Regions from separate parts of the Mus musculus genome. Here all the other regions are linked to region 1. A link is a contact called in public HiChIP or PLAC-seq and Micro-C data. All regions are on one chromosome and are shown on one strand. The core of a region is the stretch at or near the end of the contact, and the rest is flanking DNA. Distances in the headings are between cores, read along the strand shown.

Region 1 (4,920 bases), core at 922-3,421:
TTCTTCTTCTCTTCCTTGCCCCATTGTCCACTTTGCATCGTGTTGAAGACCACCTTGTCCCAGCCATCAAAGCGGGGATTGAAGTGGAAAGCAACATCCGCCCCATCATCCTGCCCCACAGCGAAGTTCACGTGGAACCTGGTGGGATGTAAGGCATGGTTCACAGTGCTGCCCGCCTGTGCATGGGGCCTGGTGGGATGTGAGTTATGGTTCACAGTGCTGCCCGCCTGTGCATGGGGCCTTCAGTAAGGAGTCCTGACTTCATCCTGACTGGGCACTCTTGACCCAGCTCACAGGGAGGTAGGGAGCCTGCGTTCCCTAAGAGTCTTGTGGCAACACCTCCTCTCTACCTCTCTTTCTCATCTCCCCTGAGCCTCTTCAATGATCAGGGCAAATCGGACTCCTTTCTTTCTTATATTGTTTTCTTTGGGAGGTTGAGGGGGTGATGTAGCCCAGGCTAGCCTCTAACTTGTGCCCTTCCTGCCTTAGCTTGCAAAGGGTTGGGATTACTGCTGTGCATCACCTGAGAGGGCAAGGGTTTTTGTCCCCACCCTCTCTGCTCCTAGTACTAGGCATGGTGTGGCTAGCCAGGGCTACATGGTGAGACCACTGCCTCAGAAACAAAACAAAACCCACAAAAAAAAAAAAAAAAACAATGTGAAAGGTGATTGAGGTGACACCAGAAGTTGACCTCTGGTCTCCACATGCACACAGATGCACCTGCACATACACCTACACACATGGGCACACACACTTGTGCACACATATGTGTGCCCACACACAAACACAAAGGTGGATGATGCCTGAGAAAGACATTTGAGGTTATCTTCTGTCTCACACAAACATGCATGTACACACACATGTACATATACTCTGCACACACATATATACCAAGCTGAACCATGGAAAAAGCCAAGCCTTAGTGGAATTGCTCTTTTGCACACTGAAACCTGACAATCATCCCATTTTACAGATTGGAAGCTGAAGTACAGAGATGTTCAGTAGCAATCTGAATCACACAGTGGCTGAGTACCCTCCACACACAGGGGACAAGGGAGGTGACCTCAGGGCATGGCTCTGACCTTGTGATCTGAATTAACTCTCAAGTCTGTCACTTCAGGGTATTGTCCCAGTCATAGAGCCACCTCTTGTAGTGACCCCTTCCTGACTTCTCTTGGCCAATCTTGATATGACCCGCACAGCCCTTAGTCTACTAGCCCTCCACTGCTTCCTTCCTTTGCTCACTTCCTAGGTTGGGGTCTCCCTGTTCATTTCTGTCCCCATAGGCCATTTGTACTCCACAAGCCACCAGAGGAACCCTGTGAACAATGGACTCTCAGCATATTTCAAACCACCTGGCATCAGAGTTAGGGAAGGCGAAGGCCCCTCCCTGGGGTGAGCGGGGAAGTGCGCTGGGGACTGTCTCACCGTCTCATGTTCTCTTTGGCCATTCCTTGGATGTAAACGGACATCCCGACACTGAGGCCACCTGGGATGGGTCTCTTGTAGGGCAGAGTCTGTAGAAGGGACCAGGTGAAGAGCCTCAGAGGTTGCCTGCCAGCCACAACCCTTTCCTCTCACCCCAAAGACTCTCAGTCCCTTAAGCGGGGGAGATGAGACTTAGGGTAAGGAGCTAAGGATATGGGTCAATAGGAGAATACTTGCCCAGCATAGCAAAGGGAGAAAACGAGAAAATGGGGCTGGGGAAGAGAGGTGTGGGCTCAGGTGGGCATCTCACCGGATTGTAGGTGGGCTGGTAGCCCGGTGCTGGAACATAGGCCATCTTGAGAGTCTGGGCTGATAGCTTGCCTGGAGAGAAGAGATGTGTGGGAAGTGGTGGCTGGCTGCAGGTGGCCCTTATACTAGAGGGAGTGGCTGGCAGGGGAGAGAGTACAGGAGGTCTCTCTGGTGGAGACTTCTAGGGCACACCCTTGTCTCCCATCCTAGCAGGGATGCTGACCCTCTTAGGGCCCAGACAAGGAGGAAGTATTTCTGGACTTTGCCCTTGCAAGGCTTTATCAGAACCATAAAACCCTGCCCAGAGGACTGTTGGCAGAGGGAGGGTGGATCAGGTGGGCAGGGCAGGGGCTAGGCCACAGGAATGTCTGAACAGGTGGGCAACAGAAGCAGAGTAAAGGGCGGGTACCTCCTGACCCCACACGCTATGTAACAGGGGCCCAGTGCACACGCAGCTGGGGCCACAGGTTCTGGGTTCCAGTTCTGCCATTGGTGGCTGGCTGCAGGTGGCCCTCATACTAGAGTGACCCCAGCACTCGGGAGGCAGAGGCAGAATTACTTGCATGCTCAGGGGCAGCCTTGTCTGCAGAGCAAGACTCTGCCTTAAAAAAAAAAAAATTGCTGGGCACCATGGCAATGACTTTAAACCCTAGCATTTAGAAGATGGAGGAAGGCAGAGTTTGAGGCTCCCCTGCAGTGTCAAACTGGGGAGGGGCAGCTAAGTGGCTTAACAGTTAAATAGTCAATTCTGGAACAGCCAAGGCTATGTAAAAGACCCTGTCTCAGAAAAAGAAAGAAAGAGAGAGAGAGAGAGAGAGAGAGAGAGAGAGAGAGAGAGAGAGAGAAAGGAAGAAAGAGGAGAGGAAAGGAAGGAAGGAAGGAAGGAAGGAAGGAAGGAGAGGTAACAGAGAAAAAAAGGGAAAAAAGAAAAGAAAAAGAAGCTGTGTGGTGGTGGCTCACGCCTTTAATCTCAGCACTCGGGAGGCAGAGGCAGGCAGATTTCTGAGTTGGAGGCCAGCCTGGTCTACAAAGTGAGTTCCAGGACAGCCAGGGTTATACAGAGAAATCCTGTCTCGAAAAACCAAAAAAAAAAAAAAAAAAAAAAAAAAAAAAAGAAGAGAGCGGGCTGGGCCAGAGCTCAGAGGTGGAGCCCTGGGTCTGGCCTGTGTGGGGTCCTGGGCTCCAGCCCCACCGATGCAGGGAAGGAGAGAGCAAATGCTCACCACAGTAGTTAAGTGCCCAACACCGGATCGGCACTCAGCACACAGAAAACACTAAGTAAATGTTTGACCTCTTACACTCATTCCAAACATAAATCCAGATCATTCATGGATAAGAAAACAAACACACAGGGGGGGGGGGGGGGAGGAAACAACTGGCCAGATGTGGTGATGCACCTCGGTAAATAGGAATCTGGTGTCATTCTCAGCTACACAGTGAGTTCCAGGCCAGACTTGTCTACATGAAACTGTATCTAAAAATAAAATTAAATTAAAAGAGGAGTTGGGGAGGGGTGGCTGGGTGGCTTAACAGGTAAAGAAGACACTTGCCACCAAGTTCAACCCAAGGACCCATGTGATGGGAAGAGAATTAACTTCCTCCCAAATGCACACACACTAAGAAGCAACAAAAGTCAGCATGTCTGTAAAGGGCTGCGGAGACGGCAGAGGGGTAAGAGAAGAGCACTTGCTGCTCTTGCAAGGAAAAAAAAAAGAAAGAAGGAAGAAATGAACTGATTGGCTCAAGATGGGTAGCAATGAAGTCAGCTCAACTCCATGGCCCTACTGTGCGTCCTGAGGAGTGACACAGCTCACACAAGGACGGGCACAGGGAACAGGTGTCCCTTTCAGCCTTCCTGTTTCTGTTCTTTAAACACTTCCTCTTAGCCCGGTCAGATTTGCCCGCCTCCCTGCCTGCCCAGCTGCCCTCCCTGGAACTAGTGCCTCTGAGCCCCCACCCACTGCAGTAAAGACACCCCGCTGTGTTCAAACTTTATTGTTCACAGTGAAGATAAGGCCCCAGGAAATGAAGAACTAAGTCATAAAGTTATACACTGGGACACCCCATGGGAGGAGGCCTGGCTCCGTGGAGTCCTCCTCTCTCAGGGTCCGGAAGACATTCAGAGCTTGGAGAAGGTGATGCTTTTTGTGTCCCTCTTCTCCATGGCTGCCTGGACTGATTTGATGATGTCCTGGGTCTGCAGCATGCTCATGTTCCAGGTGGCCTGGATCAAGGGTGCGGGGAAGACCGGAAGGCGCCAATCAGAGGAGTGCGCATGTGCAGATTCTCCCCACTCGCCAAGCCCGCAGTTGTTCACCGTGGACCAGGGCGCACAACAGTTGGTGTAGGCAGGGCCTTACCATGTAGTCAAGGCTCTCGTCCACAGAATGGTCTCGGGAGTAGATGAGATTGATTTTTGACCCCTGCACAGCCACAGGGCTCTTGCTGGAAATATCAGCCGCCAGGGCAAAGGCTGCATTCAGCATGGCGTCCTTATCTTGGAACACGCGGCTGCCAGGGAAAGATTAGGTGAGGGGGACATCCTCTCCCTGCCCTGTGGATGACCAGGTGGCCTCCCAGAGAAAATGGGAAGCCCCAACCAAAGGGTTCAACCACATCCTCAGGCTCAGAAGAGCAAACAGGCACTCCAGCAAAGGCCATCTGGTCTCTGGAGTGAGGATACAGGGGACCATAGAGCCCCAATCTGCTGAGATGGCCCTGTCATGATGGCACTTCCCTGCCATCAGCTAGCCAATCAGGGCCCTACCTGACCAGCCCACTGTCCAGGGCCTCGTCAGCCATCATCTTGCGGGCAGAGAAGGTCAGCTCGTTGACCAGGCTACAGAATAGGGAGAGCAGATCAGAAGATCCTGTCAGCCTGAAAGGGGGGGGGTGGGCTGGGGGCTGGGCTGGCCCCTCCTCCATGGTCAGCCGCCTCACCTCTGGTTCCCGATGACCTTGGGCAGTCTCTGCAGTGTTCCTACATCAGCAGCCAAGCCCATATCTACCTCCTAGAGAGAAACACTTATCAGTGTTTGCTTGTTGCTTCCAACTCGGCTCAGGTCATCACGCATTGCTTGCAGAGGCTCCGCCATCCTCCAGCTCTGACAACCTCAAAATGTGCTGACCACCTGGCCCTCCAGCTTGCTCAAGAGGCCCTTTCCAGAACCCTTGGGCACCACT
Region 2 (4,920 bases), core at 1,691-4,190, 450 kb before region 1:
CTAACAGTGCCTGGATCTGTTCACGCTTGTACCTTCTCGCATTTATAGCAGGACCTGACTCAAAATGTGTGTGGAGTAAGTACGTGCTTCAATGAATGAATGAGTGAATGAATGAATGGTGTTTTCTCCCCAACCAGGATCTCCAGCCACTTGGGGTTGTTTATAAGCACAGAGTAGGAGCTGGAGGGAAGCCGGAAGGGTGGGGATCAGCGTTCTGGGCAAGATAAAGAAAATAGCAGGCATAAAACTACCTTAGTTGCTTAAGGCAAACACTGTATTGATAACTCATGTTTTTTCTGCAGCACACTGGTGACAGTGGCCTTGGCTTCCACAATACCCAGGTATTTAATCCTAAGATTATCTATGGGCTGGCTGTGGTATCGCAAGCCTTTAAGCCCTGGAGGCAGAGGCAGGTAGATCCCTGTTAAGTCTGAGGACAGCCTGATCTACATATAGAGTTCTAGGAGAGCCAGGGTTACACTGAGAGACCCAGTCACAAAACAAGGAGTACCTCTTGCAGAGGACTGGGGTTTGGTTCCTAGCATCTGCACGGTGGCTCACAACTGGAGTTACAACTCTAGTTACAGGGAATTTACTGCCTCTTCTGGTCTCTGTGGGCACCAGGCACACACATATGTGGTAGTCAGATGGACATTTAAGCAAAACACTCATACACATAAAATAATCTGAAGAGAGAGAGAGACCTGTCGACTGCTCCTCATGCAGTTTTTGTTCCTCATCTCTTAAGCCTTCAGTTACCGAGGCTTGCTTCTCATGGCCCTTTCTCCACGGCCAGTTCCAACACTCTTGATTTACTCCATTCCAGCCCCAAATCCACCCTCCAGAGTTTAGGTTTAGTGTTTGTTTTGTTTTGTAATGTCTTTTTTCTGTTGCTTAGCAGGGTCTCATGAATCCCGGACTGGTCTGAGTTTGCTATGCTGACTATAAATTTGAACTCTTGCTTTGGGTCCTCTGGCTTTCAGCTCCTGAGTGCTGGGATTACAGGCATCTGCCAAGAAGGTTGGCTTTGTGATGCCAAGGTTGGTTTGTGTGATGCTGAGAATCAAACTCAGGGCTTCCTGCCTGCTAGGTGAGTGCTCTAGCAAGTGAATTACACCCCACACCTGGTGGTTTTCTTTTTGCTTTTTGTTCTTCAGGGTAGGGGTTGGTGCTTGTTACTGGGGTTGGCTATGAGCTATCCCAGTTCTGTTTCCACATCCAGAGTGCTGGGAGTACAGGCTTGCGCAACCAGGCCTACTTTGTTTACCGTAATAAGGACGTTATTTTCTTTTTCTTTTCTTTTTTAAAAAAAGATTTATTGGGGCTGGTGAGATTGCTCAGTGGGTAAGAGCACCCGACTGCCCTTCCAGAGGTCCTGGGTTAAATTCCCAGCAACCACATGGTGGCTCACAACCATCCATAACGAGATCTGACGCCCTCTTCTGGAGTATCTGAAGACGGCTACTCGTTTTGGATGGTTGTGAGCCACCATGTGGTTGCTGGGAATTGAACTCAGGACCTCTGGAAGAGCAGTCAGTTCCTTTTTTTTTTTTTTTTTTTGATTTATTTATTATTGTATGAAGTATACTGTAGTTGTCTTTAGACACCAGAAGAGGGTGACAGATCTTATTATAGATGGTTGTGAGCCACCATGTGGTTGCTGGGATTTGAACTCAGGACCTTCAGAAGAGCAGTCAGTGCTCTTAACCGCTGAGCCATCTCTCCAGCCCTATTTTATTTTTCTTAAACACATTTATTTGTGTGTGTGTGTGTGTGTGTGTGTGTGTCTGTGTGTGTGTGTGTGTCTGTGTGTGTGTGTCTGTGTTCGTGTGGTCTGGCAGGTGCCATGGCTACAGTGTGGAGGTCAGAGAACTTCAGGAAGCCAGTTCTCTTCTTCCACCGTGTTTGCACCAGGAATCTCCTGGCCGCCTGGGCCCCGGAGAGAAGCAGCGAAGCTAACAAGGCGTGGAGCACCCGGGCACGCCAGGCCTCCAGCCGTTGGGGGGTGGTGGTGGGGGGTGACCTTGCGAGCAGGTGCGAATCTGGTCATCAGGTTTGGTGGCAGTTGTATTTACTTAGCCACTTTGCCAGCCCAAGAGCAGTATTTTCAATGATAACGAGATCATTAATTCTTCTGCTAACGGCCTTCTACTTCCTCTGTCAGCCCTCCTCCATTCATCCAGTTTAAATGGAGCTTCTTTCCAGAAGCCCACCCTGGTTCTGTGGTAGTGGTTTGTAAGTCTCCTTTGGGTGTTGTACCTAGTCCAGTCCCCGTGTCCCTCCCCCTTTCAGGTCTGTTCATCCTTTGCAAGCTTCTGATCGTCACCCTAACACCTCTATATATTTGTATTTGTCTTCCTGTACGGGGTCCAGAGAAACCTGCAGTTTTAAGGACTTGTCACCTCTTTCCAGACAGTGCCCTGCCTAACTGGCAGTCGCACTGAATAGGAAACTGGGCTCTGATCATGCCCTGATTTTCACTGTCCCAACCCCTGCTCACTCAACTGTAGGATTTCACCATCACATTCCTGATCACTCTTCCCTCTGCTTCCGCATCACTACTACGGGCTGATCCTGTTTGACGACACACAGGCCAAGCTGGCCTGGCCACTGCTCAATCCGGGACATTTGTTTATGGCACAGAGAACGAGGAATTTAGGCAGGATATATCTCTCACACCTAAAGGAACGCTAAAGCAGAGCGGGCAGACAGCCACAGGTTTCCGAAAAGTTTCTCTCGCCATAGTCACAGCGCAAGCACGAAGGCGCAAGGACGTCGTGGCCAACAGACCCACGCCTCCCGCAAGGTCCGGCTGGGGCGGGGTCAATGCCAACCACGCCTCCTCCCAGGAGCCGGGGGCGGTGCCAGGTGCAGGCCGCAGAGCCAGGTGCGGGGCCCTCCGCGCTTGCGCCGCATCTGCCCCGCCCCGCCAGGTGCGCCCCACCCCCAGCCTGGGTGCCACCTTCTCTTGTGTCCCTGCGTCCGCCATTCGCCGTAGTACTCCTCGGACGGGTGGAGGCTTTCACAGTCTGGGGAAGAGTCGCAGAGTGTTGCCGCGCGAGTCCAGGGACCGTGTTGGGAGGCAACTAAGGCGTCGCACGCGCCAAAAGCCAGAAAAAAGGGCTTCCGGGGACCCGGGCGCCTCGAAGTCCTACTCCGGGGCGAAGCCGCACCTGAGCCCGCGGACCTGCAGTGCGCGTGCGCGGCCGTGGGCTTTCCCGCACCTGCTCGCGAGACCCCACCCCCACACCCCAACGGCCGGCGGCTCGAGGCCTGGCGCGCGGCGCTGGCAGCAGGTCATGGCGCAGCTTTGTGAGCTGCGGCGGGGCCGGGCGCTCCTCGCCTTGGTAGCTTCGCTGCTCCTCTCCGGGGCCCAGGTGGCCAGCCGAGAACTAGACGTCCACGGTGAGGGCCAGGCGGGGGATCCGGGAGCAGGGGATAGAGGAGGCCGCAGCGAAAGTGGGGGTACTCGGTGCGCAGAGTGATCGCAGGCTCCTTGGGGTTGGGGAGGATGGGCGGTGGAGCCAGACCTGCAGGTGGCGGGCTAGGAAGGGTAGGAGCCTCGCGAGCGCGGGGGCGTAAGGGTTAGCAAAGTGTCCCTTCCAGAAGGAAGGAGGAAGGGAGGGAGATGAGGTGTATTGACCCAGGAAGGCGTGGCACTGGAAGTGGGTGAGGAGCTCAACGAAGCGGAAATTGCTTGGCCAAAGAAAGCCCGGGGTGGGGACGGGGACTTGGGGTGGGGGTGGGGGGCGCATTCAAGCCTCAGAGGTGGAAATTTGTTCGGGAGACCTGTTGGCCGCTTTGGGTACAGGGAAAACGCACTTCGGACACCTGTTGATATCACATATGGCAACAGCCCCATGATCTCCCGAGGAAGAAGAGAAGCAGCGGTTGGTAGAAGGGAGGAGCTTTGCCAAGGTGCCTGCCAATGCAGGAACGTCTGTTCTCCGAGTGTAGTATTGGCACCCAGCAGCTGGGGTTTGCGTCTTTAGGAGTCGTTACAACTTTTAACTGCTTCAGACAACCACTAGCCAGCTTTGAAAAGATCTCTTTTGAAAGAATTCATTGATTGAGCAAACTTAATTGAGTCCCCGCTGAGGGTCTGTAAGAATGGTGGTCGTGGCTGACTCAAGACTAGACAGGTTCCTGAATTCGCAGAGCTTGGATTCCAGTGGGAGCGAACACTTAACGTGCAGAGTACTCGCCAAAGATTAAATGACTAGCGGTGACTAGAAGACAGCGGGATAAGAACAGTGATAGAAGATGGTGAAGGGTACTTAACTCAGGAAGTACTCTAAGGAGGGTGGCACCTATCCTAACAATTGAATGAGTAGGTGGCAGCCATACTAAGACCTTGGGACCAGTGTCCCAGGTAGTGGGAGGGAGTAGTGAGGGTCTAGAGTAAAATTGATTGTGATCAAGGAAAAGACCCCACCCCCACCCCAAGGCTGGAACAGAAGTCAGGAAGGGGAGAAGTGGACACAGCCACGAGGCCCAAGTCCTTAGTGGGCAACCTATTTGGTGAAAGAGAAAGCAGGGAGTGTGGTAGCTTCTGAGGAATGGTCTATTCCTGTGTCTAAGACTAGGGCAACAACAAGAGTTATGGAGAATGCCACAGGCCGGTGGGAGAGGCTCAGCCCTGGTGATCCAGAGTCAGAAGTGCAGAGGTTGACCATTGTAGTATAGCCAGACTCCAGGTTGCCTTGTGTCTATAAGTTACCTGGCCTGTGGCTGTGGATATGGCTTTTCTAAGCTCTTGCGTTGTCTGAGCCTAGAACCGGCCTGATGTGGTGGTGACATCATAGGCCTTTGGAAGGTCACACAAAGTGATTGGCTAGGCCGTGTCCTTCTGAACGGACTAGACTTACCGACCTTTTTGAAGTACGCCGGCCTTCAGGCTGGTGAACTGCTGCCCTCACT
Region 3 (4,920 bases), core at 926-3,425, 420 kb after region 1:
CCTTAAATACTTCCTAATGGATGTGACTTTAAGTCTAAAGAGGTGGTATCTCCTGTCACTTCCACCTTTAGGTAGACTTGCCCAGTAATCCGCTTGTTCCTGCCTCTTGGAACTGGTACATGGCCCTTGGGAAAAGCTGTCTCTCCTGATATTTTATTTCTTTCTGCTCATTATGGTTCTTCATTCCTTTGTGTTTCCCACTCATGTATTATCATAATCTCAGGGTCAGAACAACTTAAAATACAGATTCCGAATCTTCACACCCCCACCCCCACCCCAGACCCAATAATAAGTGAGAATCCTGAAGGGATGGGCCCAGAGAGGGGTCCAGATTCTTATAAAGACCAAGCACTGTGACTCATGTCCTTCAGGTCCATCTCCTGTCTTAGAGTGGTAGGCACATTGATCAAAGCAACTTGGGGAAGGAAGAGCTTATTCATCTAAAGCTTACAGTCCATTCTGAAGGGACATCAAAGCAGGAACTCCATACAGGCACCTGGAGGTAGGAACTGAAGCACATATCACAGAGGAACACTGCTTACTGGTTCTTCATAGCTTGCTCTACCTGCTTTCTTAATACCACTCAGGATCACCTGCCCATAGTGGTCTGGGCCCACCCACAGATAATTAATCAAGAAAAATGTCTCACAGGGTTGCCTATAGGCCAATCTTCTGGAAGCCTCAATTGAAGTTCCTCTTCTTAGGAAAATTCTAAATTGTGGTAGGTTGACAAAAATAACCAACCAGGACAGAGAGGCCTAGAGTTCCCAGTTGTCATCAGCCCTACTTATCCTAGTTCTCTGCTGTTTGGAGCTCCAACAGCAGTCTTGGGCTGCTGAATGTGTCTTGAATCATAAGGGTGTTCCCATGGGCTGGTAGCTGGAGATTGGGTCTGGGCAGCTAAGATCTCTTCTTCCTCATCCTCTTCCTGGTCTGCAGTTCTTGCATTTCTTCTTACATCTAGTCCTCTGAGTCAGTCTCCATATCTAGCAGATTTAAGCCTCTCCCTCTCTGGCTCCCTGAATTTGGGTGGGAAAACAGGGGTCAGAAGGGGCCATGGTGAGTGAGTCACCAGAACTCATCCTCTGATACCCCCACCCTTCCCTTTCAGGCTCTACTGACATAGTTCATCAAACAAAAATGTGAACGCGTGTCTGTGTGAGCTGGGTGAGGCAGAGAAGAGTATGTCTGAAGCCAAGCCCCAGCCCCTCTGATTAGTGCCAGAGAGGCCAACATGATTGTTACAACACTAAACATATAAAAATGGGCTTCCTCTATGTCTCAAAGATACATTTGGCTCCCTATGATTTGCCAGGACCAAGGGTCATGACCTACTTTGCTTGGGTTACCTGTCCAGTTCCATCCCATGGCCATCATGCTAAGGAGGGCACTCACACAATCTACTTTACCTTCTCTGTGTCCTCAGAGTCCAAATTTGCATCTCTGACAGGAGCAACTGCTGGCATTCTTGCATTGCTTGGTTCCCCAAACCCAGTCCACCCACTTCCAGCATTTTATCACTACAAAATATGCCTCTAACTTAAGAGCAGACATGTGTCTGGTTTTGGTAAATAGTTGCAAAAATGTCCCCAACCCTGTGGGAACTCTTAAGGGGAGTCCCAGTTGTGCTGTGCTAAGTGAGCCACGGGTTAATAGCCTCAAGAAAGATTTCCACCCAGGGACAGTGGAGGTTTGTGTTCATGTGCTGAGCACTTGCTCATGCCAGGTGCTTTGCACCCTTGTTGTCTACAACCCTGTAACTTTACAGCCATTGTTGCATAAAGAAATGACCAAGATTCAGTGAATTTAAAGAACTGGTCCATGGTTACAGTATACTGAGTCGTGGAGACAGAGGCAGAATTAATTTGTTTGTTTGTTTATTAAACCCAGGCAGGTTTTTCCTTTTGAACTTGCAGAATATACTCTGCTAGAACTTAAGGCAGGATAACTGAATGTTTGGAATCCCAGAGAGGGCACATTACACACGTAGACACCACTACCTACCAACAGACCGTCTGGGTCAATCGTCCAGGTATTCATTGGGCCCCTGCTGTGCCTAACTCTGGGCCAGAGTTTTCTGATCTGGGCAGGAAACTAGAAGTTCCATCCCCACCCGTCATCTGCATCCCCAGCTGGGCTCACCCCAAGAGGCCTGAGGCTATGCACATTCCTTGGACTCATTCCAGTGCTCATTGACGCTTCCCAGTCCTGGGAGGCTCGCCCTTCCTACCACCACCACTCAGACACATGAGCACACATTTCCTCAGGGTCAGCCTTCATCGGTTCAGAATTACTCTCTCCTTTCTGGGCAATAGAACAAGGTCCTCCTTTGAGCCCAACCCTTGAGGCTGTTCTGTCGCGTCCCCTGGCAGTACCAGAGGAGAAGCTGCATCCCATAGCCCTGGGGTCCTGGCAGTACTCTGGGGGTGGGGGAGGTTTAGACAAGGCTTCTCTGTGTCTTAGATGCCTCTGGCTACACTGTAATGCCTAAACAACAGCAATTGAGAAGTCTGGGTAGGGATGCAGGAGCAAGGAGAAAAAGACCCATCACTGAGCCACATCTTGCACATTAACTACATGCAGACCGTTAATCCTTCACAGACACCCTTACCTAAATCTGAGCAGCCCACATCTCAGCAACCCTGTGCTTCTTGTACAGACAGCTGGAATACAAGGCCTTTGACTTTGTCCTTAATATTACTTGCTGTATTTCTCATCAAGAATGAAAGGTTGGAACTAAGTCCAAAAAAGAAAGATATCAAAGTGTTATGTGACTCCATGCCAGTTGGAGGTAGAAGGATAGGCTAGAAAAGGCTTCCTGACTTAAGGAAGAACTTGTCCCACTTCAGAATTTTAATTTTATTTTAAATTTTAAATATTGTGATGGTTGGAGAAAGAACTTTGTGGACACTGAGAGCTGGTTCAGATAAAGATAGATGGGAGAGGCATTTTCCTGGCTTTAAGTGGCAGGTATAATGTAAGAGGAGTCAAGACTGAAAGCATTGGCACTGGAAGATGGAAAGTTACAGTGAAGGCTGGAGGAATGACTCAGTAACCACTGACTGCTTTTCCAGAGGCCCAGGCCCATTCCCAGCACCCACATGTTGGCTCACAATTGTCTAACTCCAGTACCTGGGGATCTGACACCCTCTTCTGGCCTCCACAGGCATTGCATGCACATGAAACACCAACACACATGCAGAAAGACACCTAAAATAAAATGGAGAAAGTTTCTTCCAGGACATGCAACTTAGATTTCATGTTTGTCACTTGCAGTCCTGTCACTTCACCTTCCCAGGTCTTACTTGTGTGTAGAAATAATAAAATGGTTAAGCTAAGGGTGGACAGCACATACATGCACTCAGTGTCAGCCATCATTGTTGTCCTTGTGAGGAGTGCTTGCAGTACTGCTAGTTCTGTTACTCTTGGGCTGGTGCTGTGGTCATAAAGTGAGTGGATGGCTTTGAATGGATGAATTTCCTGTCACTTTAACAGGGGCTCTCCAAGAAAACAGAGAGCAGAGACTTGCAGGCCAGACCCCAGGAGTTCTGAGTTGTGTGATTCACTCCAAGAGCTACAGATTTAAGTAGAATTAGAAACTAATGTGAATTCCAGACTACAGAATTAAGACAAAAGGTACAGAGGAGTAATTTGCAAGTATCTGTGTGTCCATTCTGCGTTGTGGCTACAGGCACATGACGTTTTCTTTTTTCTCTTATTTTGAATGTGAGGCCTCATACACATTAGATGTGTGCTCTTTACCACTGAGCTGGATCCCCAGTGCATGCTCTCTCTTCTCATCCTTCTCCCTCCCTCCCTCTCTTTTCTTTTGAGATATGCTTTTGCTAAGGCTGCTCTTGAACTTACCCTGTATCTCCTGCAGACCTTGAACTTGATGATAGGCTTGCACCATCTTGCCTGGCTGTATCTAGATTTTTGAGGTCTAATCCCATTCTGTTTCCTAGGCTGACTGGTTGGCCTGTACCTTTAGAATCTTTGTATATTGCTGAAAAGGAAGAAACCATAAAAAAATACACTGACCACAATACTAATAACAAAAAGTAAAAAACTATTTCCAGAGGACTGACCTTAAACTGAGCCTCACTTAGTTCCTAACAGCTACACTGTAGGGAGGATTCTGAGTTTCCTTGATGGAGCAGAGCTGGAGCTTAGTGCAGGAGGGCACGGTACTTAGGGAGCTGAGGAGAGGGAATCAGAGCCTGCGGCCAGACTGAGCTACCTAGTGAGACCCTGTCTCAGAAAAGAAAAAAAAAAAAAAAAAAACCAATTTGGAGCTTACCGCTCTTGTAAGAGCACGTCTGCTAAAATTGGAACCATATAGAGGAGATGGTACTCAGATTTATCAAGTATTTCATATTGATTTTGTGTGTCATGTTAAAATAACCAAACTGGACTGGCAGATGATTCATTTGGTAAAGGCCCTTGCAGGTGAGCCTGACATCTTAAGTTGGATTTTTGGGACCGATATAGTGTGAGGAGAATATTGACTCTTACAGGTTGTGACCTCCATGAGACACAGACATGGACACACATGGACATAAACAACCATAATTGGCCTGTTGGTTAAGGCTTGAAAGAGCAGCTAGTTAGTATACTGAGGCAAGAGGACCACCACTTCATTGCCTCTCTGGATTACAGAATGAGTTCAAGGCTAGCCTGGGCCACTTTTAGTGAAGCCCTATCTTAAAGTACAAAGTAAAAAGAAGGCTTAGAGTATATATAACTCAGTGGTAGACTGTTTCTTGAACAACACATTCTAGGCCTCAGGCTCAGTCCACAGTTCTAGGAGTGGAAAGAAAGACAGAATTAATATTTATTATTTGGCTAGGAAAAAAAGGTGATTACAGGGGCTGGAGAGATGGCTCAGAGGTTAAGAGCACTGACTACTCTTCCATAGGT
Region 4 (4,920 bases), core at 1,417-3,916, 400 kb before region 1:
TGGCCTTGAACCTTCTGCCTTTTCAGAATTGGGATTAAAGGTGTGTGGTACCACCACCCAGTGTTTGTTTGTTTGAGATAGGGTTTCTCTGTGTAGCTCTGGCTCTCTCTGGTCTACTTACTCTGTAGACCAGGCTGGCCTCAAACTCAGAAATTCACCTGCCTCTGCCTCCCAAGTGCTGGGATTAAAGGCGTGTGCCACCACTGCCTGGCTAGGCTGAGCTTTTAAAAAAATTATTTTCATTTTTTAAGCTGTGTGTGTGTGTGAGAGTATGTAGGGAGTATGTGCACTTGGGTGCAGTTCTTGTAGCGGTCTGTAGAGGGCACTAGATTCCCCCTGGAACTGGAGTGAGCCCTGTAACATGAATGATGTGAACTCAACAATATTCTTTTTTGCTTTTAATCTTTTCAGAGAAGATATTATACATGTTTTTATGTGTGTACGGATCGACAGTTTGCCTGCATGTGGGCCTGGTGCCTTCAGAGGTCAAAAGAGGCGGATCCTCTGGAAAATGAGTTACAGATGGGTGTGAGCGGCCATGTGAGGATGGGAACTGAACCCCGGGTCCTGTGCAAAAGTAGCAAGTGCGCTTAGCTGTTGAGCAGTCTCTCCAGACCTGAGACTTTTGTAATTCTCCTGCCTTTCCCTCCTTTTACTGCTAGGATTATAAGTGAGCACCACCATGGCTGTCTGTTCTGCCTCCTTCTATGTTTGTTTGTGACAGGGTTCTCACATGATCCAGGCTGTTCTTGAACTATGTACCTGAGGGTGGATGGCCTTGTGCCTCCAGTCCTCCTGCCTCTCAGACTCCTCAGTCCTAAGATTACAGACGTGCACTCTTACTCCATTTTGTGTGTGTTTGGTGTGTATACGTGCATCTGTGTGTGGGCATGAGAGTGGGCACTGGCCTAATGGAGGTCTGAGGATACTTACAGGAATCAGTTCTCACCTTCACCATGCTCCAGGGATTGATCTCAGGTCTTTAGGCTTGGTGTGTGTGTGTGTGTGTGTGTGTGTGTGTGTGTGTGTGTAACCACTGATCCATCTGGCCAGTTCCTACATTCTGTTTTCAGCTTTAATTTCCCCTTTGTTTACTGGGAATCGTGTGGGAGGATGAAGGCCTTGATAAAGGGCATATGTACACAGACAGCGCCTGACTAAGTCCAGGGACATTGTAGCTATTGTTGCTGGTTTTTATTATCAGGCATCTCTTCCTACAGACTGCCAGCCCTAAATTGGGCTCTGTCCCAAGAATTACCACAGTTTTATAAATAGAGCTTGTTGCGTGTATCAGAGCTGCGGTCTGGTTGTGGGAGGATTCTGGTCTGCCCTCCACACAGCAGTAAGGAGAGCACTGAGTCCACGTCATAGAGGGACGTGAGGGGACCTACAGGAGAAAAATAAGGGAAACCCTGCTTTCAGTTTTACCTATTAATTTACTATTGAGACAATGTCTCACTTTGTCACCCTGGCTGACCTGGAACTCCCTCTGTAGAGCAAGCTTCCCTCACAGAGCGATCCATCTGCCTCTGTCTCTGCCTCCCAAGTGCTGGGATTAAAGAAGTGAGCCACCCCCTAGGCTACTTACTAGTTTGTTGTTGGTTTTTGTTTTGTTTTGAGACGGGGCTTTGCTGCTCTACCTTTAACTTTTCTAATGTACGTAGGAACATCTCAGCCTCCAGGAAAAGGGAGTCCCTACCCTGGATATAGATATATACATATCTATATACATATCTATATCCAGGTCATCTGCAGAAGCAACTAATACTCTTAGCTATTCTCTCCAGCCACTCCACCACACCTTTTGAGACAGGTATTCACTAGGTAGCCCAGGTTGGCCTGGAGCCGGTGATGGCCCAGTCTATTGCTCAAATGTTAAGGTTATTATGTGCAAGCCACCACAACCACATCCGAAATTTATTTGCTCATTTTTGTGTGTGTTCTGTGTTTCTTGAGACTGTGTCCTACTATGTAGCCCTGGAACTTACTATGTACACAGGCTGGCTTGAACTCAGAAATATAGCTGCCTCTGCCTCCTGAGTGCTGGATAAAAGGGGTGCGCCACCATGAAAGTAAGCAATGTATTGTTTATTTATTGAGACAGAGGTCTTCCAACAATGCCCCCTGACTCCTGGTCAATTATTCCGAAATCGTAGGCCCCTCCCACCCACCCACAACTTATCCCACGTCTTAGTGCCTCAAGCAAACACTGGGTACAGTGCAGAGGCAGGCAGATTTCTAAGTTCCAGGCCATCCTGGTCTACAGAGTGAGACAGGACAGCCAGGGCTACACAGAGAAACCCTGTCTCGAGAAAAAAAAAAAAAAAAAAAAAAAGGTTACAAACAGAAAGCTCCCACTTCGGAGGAGAGTTTCAGATCTGAGTTAAGGAGTCGCGAGGAGGAGAGTTGCAAGGAACTTCAGGCAGGAAAGGACTCCGCAGCCCTTCCCATCCCATTTGACTCCCCGATCCCGGAGCGTCGAACTCCACCCTCCGGTGTCCCTGTACCTACACCAGGTGTTTGGGCGTGCCTCAGTTTCCCAGCGTCAGGGCGTTCCGCCAGCCCCGCTCCTCCCCCTTTTTCCTTTTCCTCTTCCTCTTCGGGGCGTCGGTGGCCGCGCCTGGAGCTCCCGGAACTAAAAGCGGACCTCGGGCGGTGGGCCGGCGGGGGCCACGTCAGCGGGTGTCGGGGCTGTACGGGCACCATGCGGCGGGGCGCGCTCCTGGCTAGCGCCCTGGCCGCCTACGCCGGGTACCTGGCGCTGGGCGCGCTGCTTGTGGCGCGGCTGGAGCGGCCTCACGAAGCCCGGCTGCGGGCAGAACTGGGGACCCTGCGGGAGCAGCTGCTACAGCACAGCCCGTGCGTGGCGGCTCACGCCCTGGATGCCTTCGTGGAGCGGGTGCTGGCGGCCGGACGGCTGGGGCGCGCAGCGCTCGCCAACGCCTCGGGAGCTGCCAACGCTTCGGACCCTGCGTGGGACTTCGCCTCGGCGCTCTTCTTCGCCAGCACGCTTGTCACCACCGTGGGTAAGTGAGTGCTATCCATCACCCAGTCCCAGATAGTGTCCGGACCCCTTAACATACACCTTCATCCCAATCGTCCTGGTGCTCTCAGAACAACCTCCATTCCCAACTGACCCACACTGGCCACAGCTGCCTCATTTGGAGAGCCCTCGTACTACACACCCCAGTTCCCTTGGAATACTTTCTCAGACAGCATCCCCTTTGGTGCCTTTTTGTTTGGTTTTGAGATAGCATGTACCTTTAGGCGCAGGTTGGCTTGGAATTTCATCCTCCTGTCTCAGCCTCCTAAATGCTGGGATTACAGGTGTGGGTCACCAGCCTGGCTCACTCTTGTCTTAATCCTAGGATTATCATAGATGATTGGCAAGGGCCTTGGTAGGGCTTTCCTTGGGTGTCTAACCTCGGGGGCTGTGTTACAATAGGGCTGGCACACCATCTCTTCCAGCCTTGTCTTCTGGCTCCAGATAGGTCCTTTCTGGAACAGCCCACTTTAACTTCCTCCTGAACTCAGTGCCCCAGTGAACTGTGAGTTGAACTCAGGCCTTCATGCATGCTAGTCAGTAATAGCAGGGCAACATTACTGGAGGTCTGTCTTCTAGGAAGAGACCTTAGCCTGACCTGAGACCGGTTCTAGGATCCCTTCCGCTTTGGGCACTCTCCAGCAAGATCCCTGGTCCGGGGACTAACAGACTGACTGAAGGTCCCCCCCTCCCCCCCTCTCCTGGACTTCCTACTCTAACACAGGGCTCCTCCACCCATCTTTACACCTCCCCTGAGTTGTTGGGATTCTCCCAATGTTTTCCACTCTAGACTCAGATTCCTGGATCAGCAGCTCCTACAGCGGGCTGTAAGAATGGCGCGAACCCAGAGCGTCCTCAAGGAAGAACCATTGGCTGATTGGCTGTCCCGCTTGAAATCCTCCAAGTTGAGACTCCTACCCCTAACTACCTCCAGCAAAACCTCTTGCTCTTTTCTTTTTTCTTTTTTTTCTTTTCTTTTTTTTTTCTCTTCTTTCTTTCTTTCTTTTTTTTTTTCTCTTGCCCTTTTCACACCAAGGACTGGTAGTGAGGGTCTCTTTCAGCTCAAGTGAGGAGGGCTGAGGTGTAGCTCGGTGGTAGAACACTTGCCTAGCATGCGTGAGATCCTGAGTTCAACCCTTAGTACTTCAAAAAACAAAACACCTAAACTCATGAATGGGACTCCTATCTCTTCTCTAGACTGTGACCCTACTCAGCGAGAACAAATCCTCACCCCAGGACACAATCCAGACAAAGACTCAATTCTCTCTATCTGCTCTTCCTGGCCATGTAGCTGTCTTTGGCTATTTTGTGGGTTCTTTTTTCCACCCTTTTCAACCCTCTAACACTAGATAAGGGCAAAGAAGGGATAGAGAGGAAAGAGATCCCTGGCTGAAGGCAGGGGTCAGAAAGGGGGCAGCGTTATTGTTAGACTGCTTCCTGCTGATTAGGGCATCGAGTTCCTTGGAGCAAATTTGATCTTCACAGTCAGGATATCCACTTTCTTGTTGTTTCTGCTTTGCACATGACTACATAACAAACCACAGCCAACAGTGACCAACAAACAGCCCACCACACCTCTCAGGGCCCTAGCATTTATATATACCTTTTTAAAAGTCCCCAGAATTCCAGATGTCACACAATCACAGAAACTACCTGCATCTGGCAAAATCACGACCCTGCTAGAGCATGAGACAAATCATAGTCAGCTGCTGTGGACAGTCAGAAGCAGCCCCATATCCCTATACCTGGGATTAAAACAAAAACATATTCTTATATTTCTGTGATCTTTATAAAAAAATATTCTAAAATTGTCATTATACCACCCACGTGACCAACATGCTCACTGAGGATTCCCCAAACAGGGGGGATGTCCTGGA
Region 5 (4,920 bases), core at 1,471-3,970, 340 kb before region 1:
CTGTCAGTCACCGGAGCCGTATTCGGTTCTCGAGGGCCATCTCCAGAAGTCCCTTCTTCACGGATAACACCCCGGGCCGCTCGGGGACCTTTGTTCCTGCGTGTACGAGTCTTGGGTTGGGGCATTGGCGGTGACAGCTCAGCGGTGGCGGTTGCTGGAACTTGGGATGTGACTGTGGCTGGAGTTGCAGCTGGGACCTGGTCGGCAGCTGCAGTTGGGGATAAAGTGGAGGGAGGGGTGGGAGCCAAGGCTGACTCTAAGTGGCCAGGGCCTGGGGTCGGCGGACGGGCCACCAGTATCGGCGTCCTTGGGAGCGCTGGTGGCTGTGGTGTGGGTGGTGGCGCCGGTGGTGGCGTGGCTGGTGGCGTGGGTGGTGGTGGCGGCAGAGGAGGTATCTGCTGTGGACTTGGAGGCACTGGGCGAACAGGCTCGCCATTGTTTGGCGCTGGGAAGATGAACATGGGTGGTGCCAACAAGGCAGGTGTGGGCCTCCGAGGCCCTGAAGATGGATGTGTCTGACCTGACCTGGGTGGAGGGGATCCCCAAGGCCCTGAGAGCGTGGTCGTGCGCCGTCGGGGTGCCCCGATTCCCCCGACAGCCCCATTGAATCGGAAATGCCGTTCAGTGCCATCAGGAGGGCTCACCCAGTCGAATTTGGGCTTTGAACCTGGGAAGGTGGTGTAAGGGGGCGGCGGTAGAGCCCGGGCAAGGGGAGCAGGCACCGAAGGGGGACCAGAACACCCTTCGCCATCTCCGTCACCACCCTCGGTTTCCTGAGCTGCACGAGGGACCTCTCCCAAGGGACGAGTGGCTCCAGGAGGGACCTCTCCCAAGGGACGAGTGGCTCCAGGAGGTTGGGGCCCTTGCTTCAGGACCTCAGCATAGGAGATGGCCCCAGAAGAGGCAAACAGTCCGCCACCACCGGCCCCGGGTGAGGCTTTGGCTGCTAAGGGACCCGAGGCCGATGTGGGGGACAAATGGGGCCCCGACTTGAAGGTGACTTTACACAGCAGACTCAGGCCAGACTCGGAAGTAGCAGACCGAGCCATTTCGCCCTCTCCAGCTTGGGGAGGTACCCCTCCGTGGGCTCCCCCGGCCGCCTGACCCTCGCTGCTGTGTCTGACCTGACTTTCTGTGGGGCTTGTGGCCGACGAGGCCAGAGTGATTCTGCGGCTCAGGGGCTGCGGATCGCAAGTTGATGGTGCTGGCGGTAGTTGTTTCCGAGGTTCCAGGGGCGTCGGAGGTGGGGCTGGGGCCCTCAGGACCGGGTCTTTTTCGGTCAGTTGCCGGGGCAGCGGTGGCAGCGGGCGGAGGCTTGGAGGGTCACCCTGACCACGATGGCTCGCCTCCAGAAGACCGCGGATCCGAGGCACTGAAGTGCCCGTGGGTTTTCGCCACTTAGATGGCGCAGGCAGCAGGGTCCCCACGGGGGGCGGGGGTGGTGTGGAGACCGCAGCCGCCTCCTCTGGAGGGGGTGTCACTGGCGAGGGCAGTTCTAAGGTCAGGGGCAGGGGCGAGGATGAGGCCTGGGGCTCCGGGGGTATCAGGAGTCCCGGGGGCCCGGAACTGCCAGGGAACCAGACGCCCAGCCCTCGAGCCAGGCGCATGGCAGGGGATGAGGGGGTCACCTCGGGCTCCACTAGAGGCGTCCTGCGGGAGTCGGAGGCGCGGTCTGAGGCCTGCTCTTTTCGGGAACCCCCGCCCGCGGACGGCTCCGACTGCACGTTCCCCATTTTTGAAGAAGGTCGGGGACTGTGGTTAAAAAAACTTTCACCAGTCAGTCGGCGGGTTCTGCGGGGACTCCACGGCTCAGGCTGTTCTTGGACTGCCCCTGTCTGCATTGGTCTGCCCTGTCCTCCAATATTATCTCAGCCCCCGGCTCTTAAGTCTTCAGTTCTCCGATTCGCCATGGTCACGCCCCCTTCCCCATGGTCTCAAGGCTGCAGTTCTTACTCTTCGAACCTAACTTCTTAGTGTACAAAGGCGCCAACCCTGATCCCTTGGATCACATCCCTAACACTTTTGCCACTCCCGGGATCTCCAGGCTCCAGGAGTCAGTCTCGCCAGCCTCTCTGTTGAAAGTTTCAAACCACATGGGTAATGATGGTTATGCCCAATAGCCAACAATGAATTCACGCTTCTCTTTCAACACTAGTCTAACCAGGCCCCGCCCCATTCTCTAGTCGCTCCTGATTGTCAAGAATCCGGCCATATCCTCGCCCCTCACCGCCCCGGATCAGGTCCGTCTCTGCCTAACAAATACCTGGGACTGTGATCTAATTAGTTCCCTAGTCCTTCAGTCCTAACCCTCCGATCACCCACCGTCTCTCTGTGTCGATCATTTGGATCCCTCCCTCTTCCTAGCCAGCAACAAATCCTCAAGCCTCTTAAACTTTTCCCGCTTGGCGTTTGTGACAGATCTTAACTTAGGCTCCACCCCTTTCCTAAAGCTCCGCCCAGCTCCGCCTCTTAAGTGGACCCAACTCACCGACTCCTCCAGCCGACCAAAGATCAGATCACTGCCCCGTGGGCCCAAGGCAGGGCGGGGAACGGCCGTAGCAGAAAATAACCGAAAAGAACGGGTGTGCGGGTGAAGGCAAGTGGGCGAGACAGCGAGGACGACCCCCGAGATCTAGGCCCCGCCCCGAGCTCGAGGCCCTGCCCCCTGCAAGCCAGCTTGAGTGCAGCCCTTCAAACCTGGATCACCCTTAGAAAAATACAGAAAACTCTTCATAGTGGGTAGGCAGGCCCCTTCTCATTAAGCCCCACCCCTTTATAATGCCACACCCCTCTCTCTTAAGCCCCTCCCCGGACCCCCACCCATGGCAAACACTTGCTACATAGCTCCTCCTTTTGAGCCTCTTATTTGACCTGTCACTAAGGAAATTTATGTCCAAGCTCCGCCTTGCTAAGTCCAGGCAGCATCTCTTTCTAAGACCCTGTCTTTCCTGGGATGGCTCAGAAGGTCCACCCGCCCGCCCCTTCCGTGACGCACCCTCTCAGTTCCTTCAGCGTCCAAACCTCCTTCCTTACTCAGGCTCCCAGGCCCCTCCCCTTTTCGAACCCTGCCAGGCATCCCGCCCCTCCCATTCAGAGCCCTGACCGTGGACCACCTTCTCTCTAGAACCTTGGGACCAGGGTCTATTTCTGTTCCCTTCTCATATCATCAGGGACCAACCGTTCAGATAAGTGGAAAAGTGGGGATTCCCTTCTGGGTCCCGAGAAAATGGGGGCTATAGATGTTCGTTGTAGCCCTAGCCGGGCTCTAGGACCCAGCGGGCATGTACGCCTGCCTTGCTTCTACCCCTCCCCCAAGCCGCCCCCTCCCCCACACACATCTTCCAGGTTCCCCCTCCCTCCCCCCTCGCCCCGGCTCCCGGTGCCCGTCTCCAGCGCCGCCGGAGCCAGTGAGGGAGCGGGAGAGAAGAGGAGGAGGAGGAGGAGGAGGAGGAGGAGGCCGCGTCGCCGCCGCTCGGAGCCCGGCCGGAGCCTCCCAGGCAGGTGCCCAGAGTGGCGAGGGGGCGGGGGGCTGACGAGACTGCCTGCCAGGGTGAGGGGGCAGCCTGGATCGCATCTGTAATCCTCTGCCCACCCTTGCACCCTGCGGACACAAGCTGGGAGAACAAGAGGGGTGGGGGCACCAAACTACGCGGTAGCCATTTGGGGTGCCAATCTCCATTTGGGGGTCCTGGACTTCTTCCGAGGATGCCCCATTCACAAAATTCTGTCGTGGACCCTCGCCATTGAGGAACTCTGATGACTACTCTCCCCGGGAAAATAGATGTGTGGGAGCATAGGACACCCCAAGATCTCAGTGCCCTATCTCAGCTAGGCCTTTGGGGGGGACCCCAGCCCTCTTTCCCCGCTTCACCTGTTGTTGGGGGAGGCGGGCGGACAAAGGAAGCAGTGTCACGTGACTGCTCATTCACAAAATCCCATCCCATTGAGAAAAGGGGGCTGGGGGCGCTGTGGCCGCCCCTTCCCCTCCTGAACGGCTGGGGAAACCCGACATCCTGCAGGTGGGGGAGGGGGCTAGAACTCGTTGCCTGGGCTCATAAGGTTGGGACTTCATGCTCCATGAGCCTGGGACAGTGGGGCTGAATGGTAATCCTGATTGCTGGGCGGAGGGCTACATCCCCTAAACTGGGGGCGGGGTAAAATGTTTCTGAAGGATGGCGGGGGGCGGGGGGGTGAGGGGCTGGATCATTATCTCCCCTCCCATCTCTCTTGGCTTCCCTCAACTGAGACCAACCGGAGCAGCCTTGATTTTTGTGAATGAAATGCTCCTTGTATCTTTTCGGTCTCCGGTTGCTGGTTTTCTCTGCCTCCATCTCCTTCTCGGCCTCTCTTTCTGGCCATTTCTGGTTCTCTCTCTGCTCCCTGCCCATCTCCTGGTTGCTGGGTGACTCAGTGAGCTTTGCATCCGGTCTCATTCATAAATCCGGGAAGGGGGGGGGGGGAGAGAAGCCAGGTTTCTCACCCAGTTAGTGGCCTGGGTGACTAGGGTGCGGAGGCAGTGTTGGGGGCACTGAAGCTGAGTTGATGAGTCCAGAGAAAATATATATGCGCAGGAATCCAGCTGTGAGAGGGGACAATGGGTGGGGCTATGGGTTTGTGATGAGAGGGAAGGAGACTGGGGTTGAGGGGGATGAGCTGTAGGGGGAGGGGAAGTGGCAAACCCAGGCTAAGGGGGTGGAGATAAGGGAAGGTGCTGAAGAGGTGGGGATGGCGAGAAAAGGTAGATACGAAAAAGGATGGTGGGCAAGATGTCACTAAGAAGAAAGAAGCCATGATAGAAGAAAGTGGGCAAGGGGTGGGTGTACTGGTGGCTTGAGGGTGAGGTAAATCCAGAGGTAAGGGATAAAAGACGAGGGCAGGGTTAGGGAGAACGCTCAAACCGGGAACAAGATTTGAGTTCAC

What was found. Hi-C and Micro-C count contacts between places; a contact is called where the count stands out from the background. HiChIP or PLAC-seq counts read pairs in DNA pulled down with a chosen protein or histone mark.
Region 2: a contact with region 1 is called in a FOXA1 HiChIP or PLAC-seq map of pancreatic cancer cells. The contact joins the promoter of Spint2 here to the promoter of Lgals4 in region 1. A contact is called at or near these places in 1 of 39 promoter capture datasets (hematopoietic stem and progenitor cells) and 1 of 115 datasets of contacts at active chromatin or transcription factors (pancreatic cancer cells).
Region 3: a Micro-C map of embryonic stem cells shows a contact between it and region 1, with 1.5 times the contacts expected there. The contact joins the enhancer-like site here to the promoter of Lgals4 in region 1. A contact is called at or near these places in 9 of 39 promoter capture datasets (the 3T3-L1 cell line, embryonic stem cells, hematopoietic stem and progenitor cells and 4 more), 1 of 484 Hi-C or Micro-C datasets (embryonic stem cells) and 1 of 9 other capture datasets (adipose tissue).
Region 4: an HNF4G HiChIP or PLAC-seq map of pancreatic cancer cells shows a contact between it and region 1. The contact joins the promoter of Kcnk6 here to the promoter of Lgals4 in region 1. A contact is called at or near these places in 1 of 39 promoter capture datasets (neural stem cells), 1 of 484 Hi-C or Micro-C datasets (regulatory T cells) and 2 of 115 datasets of contacts at active chromatin or transcription factors (bone marrow-derived macrophages and pancreatic cancer cells).
Region 5: a contact with region 1 is called in a FOXA1 HiChIP or PLAC-seq map of pancreatic cancer cells. The contact joins the promoter of Ggn here to the promoter of Lgals4 in region 1. A contact is called at or near these places in 1 of 484 Hi-C or Micro-C datasets (cerebral cortex), 2 of 115 datasets of contacts at active chromatin or transcription factors (astrocytes and pancreatic cancer cells) and 2 of 9 other capture datasets (adipose tissue and pancreatic islet).

The regions. Positions count from the first base shown.
Region 1 is chr7:28,831,045-28,835,964 of GRCm38.p6, reverse strand. Lgals4 (lectin, galactose binding, soluble 4) reads right to left here and starts at 2,171. Exons shown (of 10, transcript NM_010706.2): 1 at 1,739-2,171; 2 at 1,429-1,517; 3 at 1-138. The coding sequence starts at 1,783. Ech1 (enoyl coenzyme A hydratase 1, peroxisomal) reads right to left here. Exons shown (of 10, transcript NM_016772.1): 7 at 4,678-4,748; 8 at 4,505-4,576; 9 at 4,098-4,248; 10 at 3,726-3,961. The coding sequence ends at 3,857.
Region 2 is chr7:29,279,997-29,284,916 of GRCm38.p6, reverse strand. Spint2 (serine protease inhibitor, Kunitz type 2) reads left to right here and starts at 2,940. Exons shown (of 7, transcript NM_011464.2): 1 at 2,940-3,405. The coding sequence starts at 3,300. It overlaps Gm45977 (a long non-coding RNA gene), which reads left to right. Exons shown (of 4, transcript XR_003946629.1): 2 at 1-75; 3 at 303-341; 4 at 899-1,197.
Region 3 is chr7:28,415,771-28,420,690 of GRCm38.p6, reverse strand. The region is part of intron 2 of Samd4b (sterile alpha motif domain containing 4B); the gene reads left to right. Among named protein-coding and RNA genes, the nearest start is that of Samd4b, 18 kb to the left of the region's middle. Within about 2 kb of position 2,175, at least 98 of the 459 cell types and tissues checked have an H3K27ac peak or open chromatin away from gene starts, as enhancers often do. A contact at or near this core is called in adipose tissue and embryonic stem cells, where this site is marked.
Region 4 is chr7:29,230,268-29,235,187 of GRCm38.p6, reverse strand. It overlaps Kcnk6 (potassium inwardly-rectifying channel, subfamily K, member 6), which reads left to right and starts at 2,666. Exons shown (of 3, transcript NM_001033525.3): 1 at 2,666-3,026. The coding sequence starts at 2,705.
Region 5 is chr7:29,168,010-29,172,929 of GRCm38.p6, reverse strand. Ggn (gametogenetin) reads right to left here and starts at 2,720. Exons shown (of 3, transcript NM_001358852.1): 1 at 2,489-2,720; 2 at 1-1,752. The coding sequence starts at 1,733. It overlaps Spred3 (sprouty-related EVH1 domain containing 3), which reads left to right and starts at 4,283. Exons shown (of 6, transcript NM_182927.3): 1 at 4,283-4,410.